Linked DNA regions of Pan troglodytes: region 1 is linked to region 2. Evidence: chromatin contacts called from public Hi-C data. All regions are on one chromosome and are shown on one strand. Each heading gives the region's core, a stretch centred on a gene start, on an enhancer-like site or on the middle of the called end of the contact. The rest is flanking DNA. Distances are from core to core; before and after follow the strand shown. Region 1 overlaps DLGAP2 (DLG associated protein 2). Region 2 overlaps ERICH1 (glutamate rich 1).

Region 1 (2,743 bases), core at 138-2,637, 260 kb before region 2:
AGCAGCAGGGAGACATGGGGCCGGGCAGCGCCGCGGCATTTCCACACTGCAACCCCGGCCTGGCTCTGAGAACGCAGCCTCGCCTTCCACGGCGCCTTGAGGAACCCACTGTCACCGCTTACTTCACCTCCTTCCTCTGCACTCAGGCCCCGTGGGGCTCAGGGAGCAGAGCGGAGGAGCCAACGTCTCCCCTGCTGTGACCCCGCCATCACCCAGCAGGCGTGGTGGTGTGGTGGGAGAGATGGAGGTCGGGCCTGAGGAAGGAAGAGGAAGAAGCCTCCACCACGAGGGCCGCGCTCGCATGGGACCCTGTCGCCCGCTTCACCCACTCTTCCTGCACCCAGGGCGGGCTAAGCTCACGTCTTCCGTCCTCTTCCTTCCTCTGCACGGACCTCACGCCCGCAGGCGACACGCATGAGGAGCCAGGGCTGAGGCCAGTGGCATCACAGCACCCAGGAAACAGGGTCCTCCACACAGGGCCGTAGCGGGGAGCCTCCACCTATGCCCCAAATCAAAGTGAAAGATCTTCTCTCCCGGCCCAAGCTGTCCCACAGCCTGGGGTTCAGGACGCCCACAGCTGGGCAGCAGATCAGCCCGCACTGGCTGGCACAGGGTCAGTGGAACCATGGCGCACGCGGGCTGGCACGGGGTCGGGGGAGCCATGGCGCACACGCGGTGGGGCCATGACGCACGCGGGCTGGCACGGGGTCGGGGGAGCCATGGCGCACTCGCGGGGGGCCATGGCGTAGGCGGGCTGGCACGGGGTCGGGGGGGAGCCATGGCGCAAACGCGGGCTGGCACGGAGTCGGGGGAGCCATGGCGCACACGAGGGCTGGCACGGGGTCGGGGGAGCCATGGCCCACACGCGGGCTGGCATGGGATCAGGGAAGCCATGGCGCATGCGGGCTGGCACGGGGTCGGTGGAAACCATGGCACACGCGGGTTGGCACGGGGTCGGTGTGGCCATGGCCCACACGGGCTGGCACAGGGTTGGGGAGCCATGGCACACATGGGCTGGCACGGGGTCGGGAGCCATGGCACACACGGGCTGGCACAGGGTCGGGGAGCCATGGCACATGCTGGCTGGCACAGGAGGGACCGGGGAGCCGGATCCTCAAAGGTGACGGGTGGGAATGGAGAAGTCTCTTGGCAGAGCCCTTCCCGGAGCCGTGGGCAGGGAGGGCCAGGACAGGATGGCCGGGCCAAGAGCAGACAGCGCCGCGTGTGGAGGTGGTGACCAGGCTGAGGCCAGCGGGGCCTGGGCCGGTTGGTGTGAGACTGGCAGGCACACCGAGGGGCCCGGCAACCTGTGGGTCCAGGATCGGCAACCTGCAGCCACCACAGACTCCACGGGCCACATCTTACTGGAACACAGCCGCCACCGTCTGTACGCTTAGTGTAAGGGCAGGGCTGAGCCGCGCGGACGTGCGGGGCCTGTCGCAGCAAGTGCAAGGCCAGCTCAACATGAAAATCCTTCCCGCAAAATTACGTCCTGTGTGAGGGAGCCCCTGCTGACAGGACCCCTCTGCTGACAGGACCCCTCTGCTGACAGGACCCCCGCCCCCGTCCCCAGGGCCCAAACCACCTGGCGCCCAGCCCCTGACAGGAACGAGCGTGGACCCCGGGAGATTCCTGGTAGAGGGTGTGGGGCAGCCCTGCAGATGCAGCTCCCCGGGCTCCTGGGTTGTTCTTACAGTAAGAACAACTGTAAAGCATGACTCGGCTGCTGTGTTCAATTGAAAGACAGTCTTCCTGGCAGATGCGGGCGCACCCGGAGCCAGGGATGCCATCCCAGAGCGAACTAGAAAGTCTCTCTTGGGAGGCGCCTTCCTGGGAGCCTGAAGCCGTTCCAGCCCCAGGTGCAGCCGAGTGCAGCCACCGGTGTCCAGCAGGTGGTGCTGCTACCCGACGTCCCAGAGCCCTCGCCCGGTGCGCAACCCCGGCAGCAGGACAGGGCGGCCGGTGGCTTTTCCTCCTGCTTTATGCACAGACTGTGCTACGAAGGCTGCTGGCAGCCACCGTCAGGGACGGGGGAGCTGCTGTGCTATTGCTGTTTCTATCTGTGTGTAATGGCAGTTCTTTTGTAATGAGAAGGGCTCTGCAGTCCACAGAGTTCATAGAGAATTCTCAAGACCACTATGGCATTCAGTCCTGACAATCAGAGTGATAACATGGGCTTTGCGGTGGCAGCCACCTAGACAGGTATTACCTGTCTGCTGTTACCATGCAAAATTTCAATCTAGAAATAAAAACAGAAAGAACCCCTATCTAGTCACTCTGTCATGCACACTGTGTGACAACTAAAAACTAAGAAACGGGCCGGGCACGGTGGCTCACGCCTGTAATCCCAGCACTTTGGGAGGCCAAGGTGGGCGGATCACAAGGTCAGGAGATCGAGACCATCCTGGCTAATACGGTGAAACCCCGTCTCTATAAAAACTACAAAAAATTAGCCGGGCGTGGTGGCGGGCACCTGTAGTCCCAGACACTCGGGAGGCTGAGGCAGAAGAATGGTGTGAACCCGGGAGGCAGAGCTTGCAATAAGCCCAGATCGCACCACTGCACTCCAGCCTGGGTGACAGAGTGAGACTCTGTCAAAAAAAAAAAACCTAAGAAACAGCACTATTCTCACAGAAGCACCAAGTTACTCAGACAAATGCCAATACACATCCCAGGAGATCAGATGACAATCAATGTGTGACTCCCTGGGGGAGTCAGGGGGTCACGCTAAGGGTTTGCCCAA
Region 2 (2,700 bases), core at 116-2,615:
TGCTGTTGGATGACGGCTCAAACAGCCAGGGCTGGGGTGGGGCAGAAACCCAAGTTTTCACGGTTGAAACGGCCTCCCTGAGCCTCGCCAGGCCTGGGGCTTTCGTGTGGCAAAGCCCCGAGGGTCGGGCTCTCAGCCCAGGCAGTGGCCCCAGGGCCTGGGCTCCCGGTGGGAGGTGAGTCCAGGACCTGCCTAGGTGGTCTATGGGGAAGCTCCTTAGGAGGGTGTTGGGGCATTGGCATGTGCACTGACAAACCGCACAACACACCAGGGTACAGATGGCAGCGCACAGAGAAGCCGCACAATGCACAACACACCAGAGTGTACAGATTGAAGTGCAATGACAAACCGCACAACACATGGGTCTGCATGGTTCTGGGAACCACCCCTCTCGAATCTGCTCGTGTGGCGCCTGAGCAGGCGTGCAGGGGAATTGCAGAAATCCTAGAGGCTGAAGACCCAGAGGCCTTGGGGTTCTGTGGTCCCTGCACGCTGTGCCAGCAGATTGATTCCTGGCTTTCAGGTGGTGAGGCTGGGATCACGTAAATCTCTTCCGAGAGAAATGCCTGTGTTACAGAAGGCGGAGCTTGTGACTCCCAGGGTGGCCTCTGCCTTGTCAGTTATCCCTGAGAAACCCCTGTCAGCTGTCACTCTGAATTTAAAGCCAGCTGACTTTAGATTGTTCCCGCCTTCTACTTCCATTTTAGAATTTTTATAAAGATTCGAAATGTACTGTACACCTATATCAGATATTTTCATTTGAAACATGAAATTTAACAGTGTTGGTGGAAAACCACTGTTAATTAGGCTATAAATGTAATTTATTTCAGGCAGTGGATGGAATTCAGTGAAAATGCTCCCTACCTTTCTTTTTTTTTAAGGCACATTCTTATTATGTCGCTTTTAGCTCCCAAATCTGCCTCAGGAAGCCTTGAAAGACTGTGACCTGGGGCCAGACTCAGTGCGCTCCAATCCGTACCCTGGTGTGTTGTGCGGTTTCTCCGTGCGCTCCGATCCATACCCTGGTGTGTTGTGCGGTTTGTCATTGCACTCCAATCTGTACCCTGGTGTGTTGTGCGTTGTGCGGTTTCTCCGTGCGCTCCGATCTGTACCCTGGTGTGTTGTGCGGTTTGTCAGTGCACTCCAATCTGTACCCTGGTGTGTTGTGCGGTTTCTCAGTGCGCTCTGATCCAAACCCTGATGTGTTGTGCCGTTTCTCAGTGCGCTCCGATCCTTACCCTGGTGTGTTCTGCCATTTTCTTTGGGATCAGCTGCCTTGTTTCAGAAAACTCTGTCATCTGATGCTTGCTTGGGCCCAGCGTCTCCTGGCGGTGGCTGTTTAGTCAGGGCCTGCCCTGGCCTGCCCCCCTCCCTGGGACTGTCTTGTGCCTGCCCAGCCTCAGGCGTTCTGCAGCATTGCCTGGCTCTGACCATCGCCTGGGATTTCTCCGTAGCATTTTCCTGGCTCCAGACACTCGCAGGCAGCTGTGCCTGGGGAGGCGACTTCAGCCACATGTCCGCGTTGGCTGCCCCAGGCCCAGCAAGGCTTTAGCTCTGAGCGCCCCTGTCCTTGTTTGCAGAATTGGGCGGCTGGTTATGGTTTTGTCTTAGAATTTGTTCTGGTTTATGAAGATGTTGGATAAAGTGCATCTTATCTGCCTACCATCTCCTCTGCTCATCACCAGCTTGGTCATCTGGCATAGGACATTTTCTTCTTTGACATTTGAAGGAAATGTTACCATTGGATTTTTATCTGAAGTCTTGGAACCTTCTTTTGAACATACCTGGGAGCACTGCAGCACATTTTTAAAAGCATTTCACAGACCACCTGTTGCTCCCTGAGAGCCAAGGTGTCTCCGCCGGGCAGGTATGCTTGAGGCAAGGCCTTTCTGTAGGGGTGGGACCCGCTCACCACAGCCAGCAGGAGCTTTTGAGGTATCCTGTGCTAGTGCATTTCTGCATCATATTCAAAATATAGCGTATGGGGATCCTCTCATTGCCAGGACCTGGTGAAGAGCCCGGGGTCTCAGGGATCACATCGTTTCAGTTCAGGTTTTCCACTTAACCAGAGGTCGTTTCCTCCCAGCAAAAGCAGGCTTTGTGCTCACTCTCTGGGAGCCGCGGAGGTGGAGAGTCTGAGTGAGCAGCCACCTTGTTCATGACCACACTACACCTCACTCCCACTGAGCTCTGTGCTCAGGGTTTTCATGGTCCATCCACGGAGGGCACGGGGAGCTCTGGTGAGCATTGCGTGGAAACCCACATAGTGTTCTTAACAGCGGGGCCTGTAGGAGGGTTATTTCTATCACGTGTTTGTCCCAGAGGCCAGAATTAGGAAGGATTTGTGCCTTCAGCTACAGTGTTCCCATGTAGGGCCGTGGAGCCTCCCTGCCTCGCCTAGAAGCCACCCCCAGCGTCTCCTCTCAGGGGGCCCATGACAGATCCCTGCACGCCTCTAGTCAGGCCAAGTCCCCGCCTCCCTGTTCCTAAAGGCACCAGGCAGTTGTTTCAGGAGTGCTGATTTCCACTGTGCGACTTTTGGTTATTCTAAAGCAGCTATCTTTTTTCTAAATTTTATGAGGTTAAAAGAATTCATTTCATTAACTTTTCCCCACACCTTATCCACTATGCTATTTTGAGACCAATGCCTGTTTATTAACCACACTTAAATCAGGGCAGAAATATTTATTCATTATGACC

What was found. A called contact is a pair of places that touch in the nucleus more often than the background predicts.
Region 1: a contact with region 2 is called in a Hi-C map of induced pluripotent stem cells, with 2.3 times the contacts expected there. The contact joins two enhancer-like sites. A contact is called at or near these places in 2 of 7 Hi-C or Micro-C datasets (both in induced pluripotent stem cells) and 1 of 1 datasets of contacts at active chromatin or transcription factors (stem cell-derived excitatory neurons).

The regions. Positions count from the first base shown.
Region 1 is chr7:7,853,620-7,856,362 of NHGRI_mPanTro3-v2.0_pri, reverse strand. All of the region lies in intron 2 of DLGAP2 (DLG associated protein 2), which reads right to left. Among named protein-coding and RNA genes, the nearest start is that of DLGAP2, 240 kb to the right of the region's middle. Within about 2 kb of position 1,387, at least 4 of the 24 cell types and tissues checked have an H3K27ac peak or open chromatin away from gene starts, as enhancers often do. A contact at or near this core is called in induced pluripotent stem cells, where this site is marked.
Region 2 is chr7:7,592,511-7,595,210 of NHGRI_mPanTro3-v2.0_pri, reverse strand. The region is part of intron 1 of ERICH1 (glutamate rich 1); the gene reads left to right. Among named protein-coding and RNA genes, the nearest start is that of ERICH1, 13 kb to the left of the region's middle. Within about 2 kb of position 1,365, at least 2 of the 24 cell types and tissues checked have an H3K27ac peak or open chromatin away from gene starts, as enhancers often do. A contact at or near this core is called in induced pluripotent stem cells, where this site is marked.